Linked DNA regions of Sus scrofa: region 1 is linked to region 2. Evidence: chromatin contacts called from public Hi-C data. All regions are on one chromosome and are shown on one strand. Each heading gives the region's core, a stretch centred on a gene start, on an enhancer-like site or on the middle of the called end of the contact. The rest is flanking DNA. Distances are from core to core; before and after follow the strand shown. Region 1 overlaps MISP (mitotic interactor and substrate of PLK1). Region 2 overlaps ARID3A (AT-rich interactive domain-containing protein 3A).

Region 1 (7,539 bases), core at 4,704-7,203, 160 kb after region 2:
CATCAGGGTCCTAGCCTCCCGAACATCTCCTCCCACTGCTAACTCATAGGAGAGGCCTAGATCAGGGGTAAAGCAGGACCATCCCCTCCTCTATTTCAGACCCTCAACCCCTAGTAATAGCACCAAGGAATGTGCTAACTCATGCTGAGCTCCATAGCAGGGAAAATGCCCAGGTCTGGTATTTTGGACTCAGTTCAGAGAGGGATACAAATGTATTCCACAAATCTACTGAAGTAGCTGGCTTTCTCCCTCTCCCAGATGAACACTTATCTCAAAGAAAATGCCCTTGTTGACTCAAAAAAAAATCAGTAAAGAGGTGGCATGCAGAACCCCTTTCCATAATCTGTATCCCTGGCAGGTATCAAAAGCAGATCACAGCACCTCTGGCAGACACTCTCAATCAAAGAGATACCCAGGAAAGTCCTACACCCAGAAGAAAGACTTCTGATGGCCCTGATGCAATGGGGCAGGGAGTACAGATGTAGGAGGGAAAGGCTCGGGCCCTCGCCCCCATGAGCACGCTCACCTCTAAGTTGACGTGGTCCAAGGGTTTGATGCCAGCATACTACAGGAAAGAAACATATGTCAGCCCCAGGACCTTCTACCCCGTCCCAGCCCAGACCCCACCTGGGCTCAATGCACAGCCCCTTCCATCATGGGGGGTAGAAGGGACAGCCCACTGTCCCCCCAAGTGCCCCTTGATCATCCCATACTTAAAGCCACCCACCATGCTGTTCCCTGTTCCCTCATGCTGTTCCCCTCAGTAAAGTCTTGGTCCATCATAGGCAGCTAATTTCTCTTTGTAAATATCATCATTGCAATGAACACAATTGATGCTTACGAAGCTCCTGCTACGGCCATGCCCTACCCTAAGATTCAAAGGGGGCTGTTTTTACTATCACGCTCCTTTGGCAGAGGAGGAGACTGAGGGACAGGGAGAGCCAGGGACTTGCCCATCACACAGCTGGCAAGCGGCAGGGCTGGAACTTGCCTCTGGGTCCCTGGGCTCCACTCTGCAGGCCAGACTGTGAACACCAGGTGGTGAGCCCCTGGCTGGTGTGATTCTCCGTGGTGTCAAAGCTGTTTGCCCAGGAGGAAGGGGGCCTCACGGTTACAAATGCAGGGTTTTGAGCCCAGGCCTGGGTTCCAGTCCTGGCTTGGAAACTCGGGCTATATGACTCTGGGCATGTGGCACTCTGGCTTTCTCCAAAAAATGGGTGACAAACTATCCCTCCAGGATGTTAATGGCACAGTACCTAGAGCATCATGGGACATCCCATGTGACATGTGGATAATAGCCAGCAATAACCATGATGGTAACAAACACATGCAAACAATAAGGGTGATTTTAGAGACTGCCACTGCTCTCCCTACCCAGGCAGAGCTCACCCTCTGCCTTTGGCTCTGGGAAGAGCTTCATGGTGGGTCCCTGCTTAGATGACCCAGACATGAAGAAACACCATTTATCCACTCAGTGCCTCTGTACGTGGGACAGGGAAGCTCGGTCACCAGTGGGGCAGTGAGGGAGGAAGGACTCACACCCAGATCATGCTCCAGCCTTGCCCTACCCTCCATGGCCCTACTGGGTTGTGTCAGTCCTTGGCCAGGCCTGTAAGGGGAGGGCAGGGCTCGAGACTCACCCACTGCTCTTTCTTCCTTCTCTGCCAAGGAGCAGCCTCGGCTGGGGCTTCTGCTGTCCATGTCTGTCCCGGATGCAGGTGGATGGGGGTGAAAAAGTGTGACTCAGACACCGAATAGCTGCCGGTGATGCCTGGGGGGTAGCGGGGGGAGGAAGGGGTATTAGGGAGGGTCCCAGAGTCTCCTGAGGGCAGACACCTGTCATATCCCAGTGTGAGAGACACAGCATCTCTGGCTAAGAGGCTGGACAAGTTTAAGAAATGGGTGAATGGAAGTTCCCATTGTGGCGTAGTGGTTAATGAATCCAACTAGGAACCATGAGGTTTCGGGTTCGGTCCCTGGCCTTGCTCAGTGGGTTAAGGATCCGGCGTTGCCGTGAGCTGTGGTGTAGGTCACAGACGCAGCTCGGATCTCACTGCTGTGGCTCTGATGTAGGCCGGCATCTACAGCTCCAATTAGACCCCTAGCCTGGGAACCTCCATATGCCGCGGGAACAGCTCTAGAAAAGGCAAAAAGCCAAAAAAAAAAAAAAAAAAAAAAAAAAAAGAAAGAGAGAGAGAGAGATGGGTGAATGGACAGACAGAGCAGACAGCAGTTTGAAAAAACTGATAGATCCATAGATAAATAGATGAAAGAAAGAAGGAAGGAAGGAGGGAGGGAGGGAGGGGGAAGGAAAGAAAGAAAGAGAGAGAGAGAGAGAGAGAGGGAGAGAGGGAGAGAGGGAGGGAGGGAGGGAGGGAGGGAAAGAAAAAAAGAAAGAAAATAGCCAGTCTGGGAGTTCCCGTCGTGGCGCAGTGGTTAACAAATCCGACTAAGAACCATGAAGTTGCGGGTTCGGTCCCTGCCCTTGCTCAGTGGGTTAACGATCTGGCGTTGCTGTGAGCTGTGGTGTAGGTCGCAGACGCGGCTCGGATCCTGCGTTGCTGTGGCTCTGGTGTAGGCTGGTGGCTACGGCTCCGATTGGACCCCTAGTTTGGGAACCTCCATATGCCGTGGGAGCGGCCCAAGAAATAGCAAAAAGACAAAAAAAATGAAAATAAAATTATTTAAAAAAAAAGAAAATAGCCAGTCTGGGGGAAGTGGGTAGACAGATGGACTGACCATGCAAGGAGAAGCACATTTAAAGTGACATGGGGTGGGGGAGTTCCCATTGTGGTGCAGCGGAAATGAATCCAACTAGTAACCATGATATTATGGGTTAGATCCCTGGCCTCACTCAGTGGGTTAAGGATACAGTGTTGCCATGAGCTGTGGTGTAGGTTGCTGTGGCTGTGGTGTAGGTCGGCGGCTGTAGCTCCAGTTCAACCCCTGGCCTGGGAATTTCCATGTGCTGCAGGCATGGCCCTAAAAAGCCAAAAAAAAAAAAAAACAAACAAAAAAAAGGTGACATGGGGGATATTTAGCAAAAAGGAGTAATTGACCTAGAGGAGGTTAGAACATTTGTAAACTGTGTGCGTCTAACAACATAGTGTCCAAATCCATAAAGCAAAAAGTCCAAGGCAAAAGTGACATCTTACTCCAAAAATCTACCACTGAGGCAGATGGACAGGCAAACAGGACCAGCCAACTGGGGGAGCAGACAAAGTCCCCCAGATGTCCCCACACCTCTCCCCCCGCCACATCCTTCCTCCCCACTCTCCTCTACCCCAACCTCTGAGACTGGAGCAAAGCAGCCATCCCCAGGACCCTCCTCACCAGATGGCCCAGAGGAGCTCCTAGAATCTTGGTCACAGTACTCATCTGGAGTTGGGGAGAAGACCTCAGGGTACAGAGCACTCCGCCGCTCCTCGGCTACTTCCCGCTCCCGCCGCAGGACACTTTCCACCTCCCTCTCCAGCAGCTCAGACGACTGGGACTTCTGCAGCCTCAAGGCTGGTGCCCCAGCCACCTCCCAGCCCCACACTCGGGGGGCCTCAGCTTTCTCAGGCTCACTGGGGACCCTGAAGCGCAGGGGACGCAGGCGAAAGTACTTCCATCGCACGACACTCCCGCTGGTGGGCAGGGGTTGGCGGGGGGGCTCCTGCTTTGTGCCAGAGGATTCTGAGGGATGCCTTGGAGACTGTGTGGCCTTCGGAGAGCCCACAGCCCTGGTCTCACCTGCAGAGAGACCGCTGGGCTTGCCATAGGTGCAGAAGACTGGGAGTTCTCCTGCGGGCTTCTGGGGGCTCAGGTATGGCTGGTAGGCATCCGGTGGGATGCGGTTCACCTTCCTCACCTCTGGAGTGGGGCTGGCCGCGCGGGCATCTGGGGCGGGGCCCAGGATGGAGTCTGAGCTGTGGGCCCTCCTGAGTGGAGGCTGGGGGCCCTCAGAGAACCCATCGGGCGTGGATGCCCGGCCCACCTGCAGGCCCTCCCGCCGGTGGTCCTCCTCACGCTGTGACTCCTGGGCAATGTCCCGCTGCATGTAGAGTGATGGGCGCCCCCTGTCCCGCCACGGCCCCACAGCCAGGTTCACTCTGTTCAGCAGCGGCCTGGCCGGGATCTCCACCAGCTCCTGGTGGCCGGCCGCCTGCTGCAGCCCCCTCTGTGCTCGGAGGTCCGCCTCCCGCTCCTGGGCCAGCCGGATCTCCCGCTCAATGGGCGTCTCCTTGGGGGGCTCTGGGGACCGGTCTCGGGCCTGGGAACCACGGTCATCCACGGCTGGGACGCCAGACCTGGTGGGCAAACTGTGGACCCTCTTCTCTTCCATGACCACCTCCTTTGCTTGGGGCTTGACTGGGACCACATACCCATTGGCCAGGGGCAGCCCCTTCCAGGCTTTGGAGGCCTGGGTCACCCCAGGTGGGGGGTTCCGAGGGGCCCCTGCATTCCCTTGGGATGCCCCAGGTGGCGTGTTCCGAGGGGCCCCCACATTCACGTGGGCCACCCCGGGGGGCGGGTTCGCCTGCTCCAGGCTCAGAAACTGCTGCCTGACGGCCAGGAAGTCAATCTGCTCGCGGTCAATCCCATTCTCCTCCAGGGCTGTGGACGGCAGGAGGTTGGGGGTCCTGGGCTCCCCATGGAAGTGAAGCGTGGCCACCGTGTCACTCCTCCTGACGGCCTGGTCCTGGATGACCAGCCGGCGCTCCTGCTCCAGGTCCCAGGGCCGCCGGGGTGGAACGTGCTGGGCCTCCAGGTGGCAGGCTTTCACCTCCTCGTCTTCGTCATCCTCCGGCCATGGGGGTGGCTGCGCAGTGAAGGCTTGCGGGCCGTGCGACCTCTCTGTCCACGCCATTTCCAGTGAGGCCTCGTGGTCAGCGGGCCATGCCTGCGGCTTGTCCTGGCCCCAGCCACTGGCCACACCCACCAGCTCGAACGTGTAGCTGGTGTCCCCGTCATCAAAGGCCACACCAGCCACACGGGGTGAGTGGGGGATGCTGAAGATGGGGTATCTGGTCACTCGGTCCATGTTCTGGGGGTCTCCGTGCACCACAGTTTCCCAGAGTGTAGATGGTCTGGGTTGACTGAGGAGGAGAAGGACAATTCAGCCACCACGTCAGAAAACTTAGGGAGAGGGATGATTCTCAGTCCTCTGAGGGCAAAGTCCTGCCCAGGTGGCCTCTGTGATTAGCTCAGGGAAGCGCAAGTGACCCAGCCCTGCCAGTCAGAGCATTCCACCCTCTGACCTCTGTGACTGACTCAGGGATGGAAATGTGACCCAATCCAGCCAAGTACGTGAAATCCTTGGATTTCACAATTAACTTTGCAATCATTCTGGAAAATTGGACCCTCTTCCGCTGGGTTTGTTAGGCTGGTGGTATGCAGCCAAGAACTGTTGGGAAACCATGTGTCCCCTTGTGGACAGAGCATGCTTAAGAGCACTGCTAACCTCAACACAGCATCCTAAAAACATTGTTTGAGCTCCTGGATCCAGCCACACCTGAATCCCTGAGAGCCCCTGTACTGACCCAGCAACTTGCCTCCTGTGCTTCTAACACTGGCAGGCACCCCTCCCACCTCATATCCCGGACTTGGTACAACCTGAGCTCCTTGCTACCCTGCTCCTTCCTCTCTTCTCCTACCCAGCTCTCCATGTCAACCCAGCACCACCCCCAGACAGCTTGTCTCCCAGGGGAAACACACACTGAGGTTCCTTCTGTGCTTTTTTTCATCTGATGTTTACAGAAGGTCCCTGTGGGCTTGCCCTTGCTGAGGGATGTCCGTGGGGAAGCTGAGGCCCAGAGCAGGGTGGTGACGGGCAGAGACTCCCACATCCTGGTTCCTTTCCCTGCACCTGTCCAGTGGGACACTTCCTCCCATCAAGACAATCCCCCACCTCAGCGCCATAAAGCCAGGATGGGCTAGGGAGCGCCTTGGACCTTGTCCTCCTGGGCCAGGCAACGCCCTGGGCCAGGCAGTGCCCCAGGGGGCCCAGCCCCCACTCCTGAGCTGTCTGAGCACAGCTCCAGGAGCCTTCACCAAGGCCAGGTACCTGCTGTCACATCTCCAAGGCTCCTGGCATCTCCAGAACAGTACCCTCACACCCTCTCCAGAGCACCCAATCTCACCACCTGGCTTTAGCTCAGACCCCTAAGCTCTCCAGGTGCCAGACCTCCAAGTCCCAACCTCCTCCTCCCTCTGCCTGGAGGACCCTCATTTCTGCACCTGCATAGCTTTTTTTGCTGCAACCCACATGACACCTCCTCCAGGGAGCCCCCAGCTCGTCCCTGCCCTCTGGCCTGAGTATCTCCCATGCACTTGCTCAGCATTGTGGCATCACCTTTTTACAGCCAAGGAAAGGAAGGGGGGCAGTCCTTGCCCTCTCCTTGGGCCCCTGGGGCCCCCACAACTATGGGTATATTGATGCCTTTTTACGCCAACTTGTTTATAAAAGCTAACTGTAGTTTGGGGGAGGGTTGGTTTGTTTTGCTTTGTTTTATTTTTCGTTTTTTGTTTTCTTTTTAGGGCTATACCTGTGGCATATGAAAGTTCCAGGCTAGGGGTCAAATCGGAGCTGCAGCTGCTGGCCTACACCAGAGCCACAGCCACACGAGATCTGAGCTGAATCTGCGACCTACACCACAGCTCAGGGCAATGCTGGATCCTTAAACCCACTGAGCGAGGCCAGGAATCAAACCCTTGACATTATGTCAGGTTCTTAACCCACTGAATCACAACAGAAACTCCTAAATGTATTTTTTTTTTTAAAGAAAAATATAGGCGTTCCCACCGTGGCGCAACAGTTCGGTGGTGTTTCAGGAGCGATGGGACACAAGTTCAATCCCTGGCATTGCCATGGCTAGGTTGCAACTGCGGCCCAGTAATTCCATATGCAGTAGGGTGGTGAAAAAAGAAAAAAAGAAAAATGCAGACCCTCCCTGAGGGTCTCTATAATGGGGAACCGTGTTACAACTAACCCATTAGTATCACCCAATCCGTCTAACTCATAATTAGGAAAACAGTATTTAAAACAAGTAGGCTTGGGAGTTCCCATCATGGCTCAGCGGAAACCAATCTGACTACTATCCATGAGGATGTGGGTTCGATTCCTGGACTTACTCAGTGGGTTAGGGATCTGGTATTGCTGTGAGCTGTGGTGTAGGTCACAGATGTGGCTGGGATCCTGAGTTGCTGTGGCTGTGGTATAGGCCAGCGGCTGTAACTCTGATTCAACCCCTAGCCTGGGAACTTCCAGGGTGTGGCCCTTTAACAAACAAAAAACAAGCAGGCTTGGCTGAACCTCTATCCCAGTGACCCCACAGGCCCCATGGGGATGCACGCATCTCTGAAAGAGGAAGAAGGTTATTTAAGACCTGCCTCCTCAGTCTGAAGGTATCAGTAGGACCCTCTCCCTGGCAGGGACCTAGGTATAAGCATCCTGTCCCACAGCCCAGGGTTGGGTACACAGCGGGCACTTAATAAAAGCTGCTGAACAAGCTGTGGTCTCACTCTGGTCCTCAGAGCCCACATTCTGGCCTGGAT
Region 2 (6,944 bases), core at 1,834-4,333:
TGTCTGCCGAGCACCACTCCCTCCAGCAGCCGAGTGTGTTATTAGAAAGCGTGGGGAGGGGCCAGGCGCTTGGCAGCAGCCACCAGGGTGGGGAACCGCGGTGGGCGTGGGGCCAGGCCACAGCGGCGGTGACCCCATGGCGGTGACCGGGCTGCCGGGCGGCGGCGCCGGGGCCAGATAAGGTTCTTCCGGTTGAGTCAGTGTGGTTCCCGGGGCTGGCACGGGCGGGGGCACGGTGCCAGGGCTGGCAGGCAGGCACCCTCCCTGTGCCCGCCACGGCCTGGCTGGCTCTGTGCCAGCAGCCACAGCAGCTTTGATGAGGCGGGTGCTGCCCCAGGCAGGCAGGGCCAGGCTCCCGAGGGGCTTCCCGGCACAGGTCCCGCCCCCGGCACAGGGCCCAGGGCCCCTGGCGCCCCAGGAAGACACTCGGCGCCGGAGCTGGCCCCCGGCCCACTGTGTCCGGGGCACACCAGATTAACTCCCTGGGCTCGGAACCCAGTGCCTGACCTCCAGCCTTTGCCCAGAACACACTCCTCTGCTGGAAAAAATTCTCATCCTTCTTCCTAGCCCCACAGGCCCAGCTGTAGCACTGGCCTCTTCCACTCCTGTCTAAACCGTAGACCCCAGAAACATTTCCCCAGCATCTCCCCTCCCCTAGCTTGAAACTCTGCTCAGACCCCTTTTTAGACCACTGTTGGTTTGCCCTGATGTTCTGCTCCTCCCACTGTATGTTCTAGCCCTACCATTCCAAGATGCAGACCCTAACCCTTCTCTGTCCATCTGGCCAACTCTTACATATCCTGCAAAGCCCCAGCTCCAAAGCCCACTGCTCTGGCCTCCCCAGCCTCTGGGGGGGGGGTCTCAGGCAGGATGAAGAAAAAACAGCTGCTACTTCCTCATGGAGCCCCAGCAATTCCTGCTTCCCACCCCCACCCCACACAACCATAGGCAACTCTCATGAGCCCAGAAATGTTCACTGCAGTGTTTACAACAGAGGGACAGGAACACAGACCAATGTGTTGGTGTCGGCCCCACAGGGGAAACTCCAACAGTTTAAAAGAACCAGGCTCCCTGGAACACGGATAAAGCAGACAGACTCAGGGTAACGATGACAAGAGGAAAATGAGAGGAGCAGCCTGCCCAGGTCGGTGTTTGGTGGACCCTCGCAGCAACACCCCCACCCCCAAAAGATCACATTTCTGTGTAAATGGACAGAGAAAGGCCAGGAAAAACCGTGGCTGAAGCCAACCGGGTCAGGGCGATGGCTGGCAGGCCTTAGGCCTCACTGGAATCCTTCCCTTTTTTTCTCCATGATGTCAAATGATACTTCTGGGATCAAAAGGGGGCTTTAAAAACATATATATGTGTATTTTCCACAATTTAAAAAAGTCTGTGTGAGCTGTAAGGATGTGAAAAAAATGAAATGTGACCCCAGTCTCTTGCTGAGGGTTCATGTGAGGCCCACAGCTTCACCCCAAGTTGCATGAGCCCATTTCAGGGCCACACATTGGAAGAACAACAAGGACAGGAATGCCACAGGCTCTGGGAGGTCCAGGGAGGGGGAGGGGAAGGGGACTGGATGGGGCTCAAAACTAGGACGTGGCAGCCTCTTGGGGCCTGGAGCCTGAGGCCTCTGGTGACTTTTCCTGCCTGGGGGTCTTTGCGTGTTCAGGCACTGAATCCTGCACCCCGCTGTGGGGCCCTGGACCAACCAGTCCTATTTCAGACAAAGAAACAGGCTCAGAGGCTCCCAGGCTCCCCCCAAACCTGCAGCCAGTGGGGGTTACCCCTGATCCTCACCATCCATCCCAGGAGACCCTGGGGTCAAATCCCAGCTCCGACACCTCCCCCATGTGACCATGGGCAAGCTGCTCGAATGCTCTGTGCCTGTTTCCCTGTCTGCACAACGGGGCAGTTGCAGTGCCCCCGCCACGACTGTGGGATCCAGTAAGGGTACATGAGACACCTGGGAGACGCTCCGTCTGCTGCCTGTGCATAGTGAGGCGACACATACCAGCTAGAATGGTCATCTCTGCACCTCTGAGCTCATTTACAAGCTGTGGAAGAGTGGACGTGACCTTGGAAAGCAGGGAAAAAACCATCCCAACATTTAATGCAAACCCAAACCGCAGCGAGATAGCACCAACACCCCCACCAGGACAGCTGGAATCAAAGTCATAACCCTGGCGGCAGGGACGTGGAGAAGCTGGAACCCTTGTGCGGCTGGTGGGGATGCAAAAGGGAGCAGCCACCGTGAACAGCAGCAGTGCCTCAGAAAGTTAAATGCAGTTACCATATGATGCAGCAACCTTACTCCTAGGTACATGCCCACGAGAACTGAAAGCACACTTCATGCAAACACTCCTACGTGCGTGTTCATAGAAGCCAAGGGAGAAAGAACGCAAATGCCCATCAGTGGGTGATGGATAATGTGGTCCCTCCATACATGGGAGCATCACTCAGCCGTGAAAAGAAGAGAAGCACTGACACTTGCTACCACATGGACAGACCTGGAGACTGCGCTGCTCAGTGAGAGAAGCAGACACAGAACGACACACAGGGTGGGATGCCATGGATGGAAAATGTCCAGAACAGGAGCATCCACAGACAAGAGAGTGGGTTCCTGGTTGTCAGGGGCTGCGGGTGGGGATAACAACTAAAGGCTACATTTAAATGGGTTTATATTTGAGATAACGAAAATGTCCTAAAATTTAACTGTGGTGATGGCTGCACAACCTTGCAAATATACTAAAAACCACTGAATCACATTTGTATTGGGTGAATTTTACACCAGTTAAGCTTTAAAAATCCCAACATTCGAGTTGTTGAGAGTAAGGAGTCAAACCCTTAAGTGGCTGAAAAGCTGTGTTAAGAGTCTGCCGGTTCACAGAGCCCACAATGACACTTTTTAGAGACCCCAGGAGCAGCCCTGCTGGAGACGGAAAGCCAACAGGACAGCACCAGGATGCCACGTCTGATGGCAGCAGGCTGAGATCCTAGTCACCACCCGTGATACACTGCGATCCTAGCCAGTGCTGGCCTCTGACAGCGCATGTCCCTGGGGCCCCACAGCAGTACAGCTCTAGGCTTTCAAGGAAAGATTCCGTGGCCATGAGCCTGCTGCTCTGGCCCCTCCCCAGCCTGGCTGCCCCCCAGACCCCATAGCCGACAGCAGAATTTCACGGCTGTCGAGGGTTTTCGGGCGGAAGTCAGGCCCAGGCCCTGCCAAGACTGGAGAGGAAGAGGCAGAGATGGTGCCAAGCAGGCGGCTGGCCGGCCCGGCTGCCACGTGCCAGGAAGGGGGTGGGGCAGGCGCCAGAGTCAACACAGCCCCCGCCTCCCCCTTACCCCAACATCTGCTGGGCTGGCTGAGCCCAGGCCACTGTTGACACTGGCTGCACAGGTGCCTGGCCAGTTGGACCTGCCACGAACAGGCAGGCAGGAATGAGATCCCGGCAGCAGGGCAGCCCCCAGCCCACCCACCCACCCACAATCTCCTGGAGCTCCCACTCTCTCAGAATCCAATCCCACCCACTGTGGGACCCAGCCCACTGGCGTCTGGCCCATACACACAAGCCAAGCCACTTCCTACCTCAGGGACTTTGCACGGGCCGATTCCTCTGCCAGCTGCACCACAGCCCTGTGTGTGAGCGCCCTTCTACAAAGCTGGAGCAAATCTCTGTCCCAGGAGGCCTGCCCCATGTACCCAGCATCTCCAGCCTGATGCCAGGCCATCACCCTCACCGCCTTGGCTTCCTCCCCATCTGTTTACTGACCTTCTCCACAACCCAACAGGACAGCTGGGCTTCTAGCAGGTGCTTTGTAAATACGAGACTGATGGCTGTGAGACTACTGACAGCAAGACACAGGTTCCCTGTGTCTGGCCTCAGTTTCCCCACCTGGGTGTCCTTAAGACATCATCAGTGCATCCCAGACAAGCAGGACAATGACCCCAGGAGGGCCTTTGTTCCTGACATGCTTAGGGGGCTCTGTGGTCAAGACATCTGACCTGGACCTTGCCTGGCCTGGCCACTCCAAACCCCCCCACCCAACCCCACAGGGGCTGTGGCCTGGAGCTCCTTGAGGGTCAGACTCAGGGCATATGGCAAATATTCAGCAAATCCTTTTTTTTAAGAGCCTCACGCTTGGCATATGAAGTTCTCAGGCTAGGAGTCAAATCGGAGCCAGCCTATGCCACAGTCACAGAAACGTGGGATCCGAGCCACATCTGCGACCTATACCACAGCTCATGGCAACGCTAGATCCTTAACCCACTGAATGAGGCCAGGGATCGAACCTGCGTCCTCATGGATCCTAGCCGGGTGTGTTAATCACTGAGCCACGAAGGGAACTCCCAGCGAATCCTTAAATGTAACTCACACACAAAGTTCCAGTTGTGTTCCCTTGACCCCAGGGAATGTCAGGAGTCCAGTTCGGGGTGGTGAGGGGAACCAGCCCCCTCAAGGCTTTGCCTGTTTTCCATTTAGAGGACGAGATGAACAGGAGCCCAACCACAGGTGGCCCCTGCCTGCGGAATGGGAGGGAAACCAAGGCAGAGGGCAGGATGGGCCCTCTGTCCACAAGGAGGAGCACAGTCCCCTAGGCTGGAGAGGGCAGCCAGAGCCACATGTGGGGAGCAGCCGGCCACGCCCCAAGGAGATGACGTCTGCTGGCTGTCCTTCCTCCCTCTGGCACTGTGCCATCAGCGTGCCAGGACCCAGAGGGAAGCCAGGCTGCCCCACCCAGCCTGAGATGCCTGGGCAGGGGACTAAGTATCCCTCCCATTCCTTGGGCCAGCCTCCTGCTGCCGGCCATGCCCACCCTGGGGCAATGTCCCTGTCTCCCCGTCACTTCTGTCACAGCCCCTGGCTTTTGCCTCTCACGTGTGTGTCCAACATCTAGCTCTGCGCTTTACCTGAGTTTCCTGAGGGTGGCCGGGGTGCCAGCACCCTTTGTCCCAAGGGAGGCGGAGGGCAGGAGCCCCCAAAGTGGCTGGGCCTCACGCTTCCTGCAGAAGGGCCTCTGCTGATTCTGGAGGCCCGCACAGTGGGTACTGCCCCAGGCCTCCCATGGCTATGTCCCGGCTCCCGAGCGCCCGGTGTGTCCACAGCCCCATGGAGCCCAGGGAGGCTTGGGTGCGGGGCCAGGGAGGCCAGGTCACCAGCGTCCACTGTCGGAGGTCGGGGCAGGGCCCAGCTGGCCTCAGGGTGGAATGTACGCCCAGCCGGCCGCCCCGGCCGCCATCTGCTTTCCATCTGCCCAGCCCAGCGAGGCCCAACTTCAAAGGATCCCCCGCCCGGCCACTTCCTCTGCCCTGGCCGCCCGCGGGGAAGGCACCAGGACAGCCTGCTTCCTCCCCACCCCTCCGGAGCCCAGGGAGTGCTTGCTGTCCACGCCAACGGGGCCACCGCCGCTAGACCCAACCTCCACAGACCAGACTCTAGGTCACTGACGAGGCCTCGGGCGTCGAGTCCCTCAGCCCCCGCCTCTGCCCCCTGCGGGCTGCACCCCCTTCCCCCACCCCCAGCAGCCATTCTTTCCACTTAGAACCTCTCCTCGCTGCCTCTCTGCTTATCCTTCTGTGCAGACACCCTAACTTTCCCCTCCAGGATTGTGTCCCCACGTCCATTCTTTTGACGCCTGGCCTGTACCACCCGAGTGACACAATCTCCGCTGTGGCTTCCATGGAATGCCCAGCACCCCGCACACACAGGCGAGTGCCCAGTGGCCGTCGAGGGCTGGTCGACAGAAGGACCCAGCACCCCACCCGCAGCCCCATCACGTCGCATGGCGCACGGCCCACCTGCTTGAACTGCTCCTCGTAGGTCCAGTCCCCGTGGTCAGGCGGCTGTAGCTGGGGAGCCACGTGGGCAGCCCCTCCAGGGTGGGCTGGGCCAGCCCCTGGGCGCTCCTGGCCTCCCAGAGCCCGGGACCCACCGTCTCCTCGGAATGCCTGGAGTGGCTGGGCCTTGCGAGGGAACAGGGTTGTGGGGCCTAGGCCGGCGGAGCCCGGAGGCCCGAGCCCCTCCTCGTCCTCATAGTCCTCATCCTCCTCCTCCTCCTCCTCCTCGTCCCCCAGGTCTTCCTCCAGATCCTCCTCCTCCTCCTCCTCCCATTTCGGCTTCCTAGGTGGACACAGGGCACACAGGTCAGCAGAGAAGGCACCAGCTCATCCCAAGTCCTGGGGCAAGGCCCGCACCCCCTCCCAGCCTCAGCTTCCCTGTCTGAACGTGGGCGAGCTGCCCTCACCTGCACAGGCTGCCAAAAGCACCTGGAAGCACGACCTGCTTAGGGTGTGGGCCATGCTCCTCTGATTCCCAAGCAGCCCGGAGCAACTAGAGCTGCCCCTTCGGCATAAACCCCAGCCTCTGCCCGCCTGCTAACCTCGCCTTCCCTGCCCTCCACGGCACAGGCTTCCTTGCTGGGCCTTGAAAATGCCAACCCAGTTCCTACCTCAAGGCCTTTGTGAAGGCTGTTCCCTCTGCCAGGCATAATGTTCCCCTCTCCCCCTCCCCCTTATAGGGGCTGTCAGCTCTGCAGGGAAACCTTCACCCACCATTCCCCAAAGTTGATTCCAGCCCCAGTTACACCCTCCCCAAGATCTCGTTCCTTTCTTTCTTTTTTTTTTTTTTTTTGTCTTTTGTTCTTTTAGGGCCACACTCGCAGCTTATGGAGGTTTCCAGGCTAGGGGTCTAATCAGAGCTGTTGCTGTGAGCCTACACCAGAGCCACAGCAACCGTATCTGAGCCGCGTCTGCAACCCACACCACAGCTCACGGCAACCCACTTAACCCACTGAGCAAGGCCAGGGATCGAACCCACAACCTCATGGTTCCTAGTCAGGTTCGTTTCTGCTGTGCTGCTTTATTTTCTTGGCAGCCCTGAACACAGCCTACAAATCACCCTGCTTCTTTGCTTGTTAAATGTTTTCCTAGAAGGATTCCA

Evidence for each region. Hi-C and Micro-C count contacts between places; a contact is called where the count stands out from the background.
Region 1: a Hi-C map of liver shows a contact between it and region 2, with 3 times the contacts expected there. The contact joins two enhancer-like sites. A contact is called at or near these places in 8 of 47 Hi-C or Micro-C datasets (alveolar macrophages, blood, embryonic fibroblasts and 4 more).

What each region holds. Positions count from the first base shown.
Region 1 is chr2:77,607,893-77,615,431 of Sscrofa11.1, forward strand. It overlaps MISP (mitotic interactor and substrate of PLK1), which reads right to left. Exons shown (of 5, transcript XM_021084291.1): 2 at 3,334-5,081; 3 at 1,641-1,771; 4 at 527-565. The coding sequence starts at 5,026. Among named protein-coding and RNA genes, the nearest start is that of MISP, 7.5 kb to the right of the region's middle. Within about 2 kb of position 5,954, at least 21 of the 83 cell types and tissues checked have an H3K27ac peak or open chromatin away from gene starts, as enhancers often do. A contact at or near this core is called in liver, where this site is marked.
Region 2 is chr2:77,453,243-77,460,186 of Sscrofa11.1, forward strand. It overlaps ARID3A (AT-rich interactive domain-containing protein 3A), which reads right to left. Exons shown (of 9, transcript XM_013994805.2): 3 at 5,804-6,125. Among named protein-coding and RNA genes, the nearest start is that of ARID3A, 8.2 kb to the right of the region's middle. Within about 2 kb of position 3,084, at least 32 of the 83 cell types and tissues checked have an H3K27ac peak or open chromatin away from gene starts, as enhancers often do. A contact at or near this core is called in liver, where this site is marked.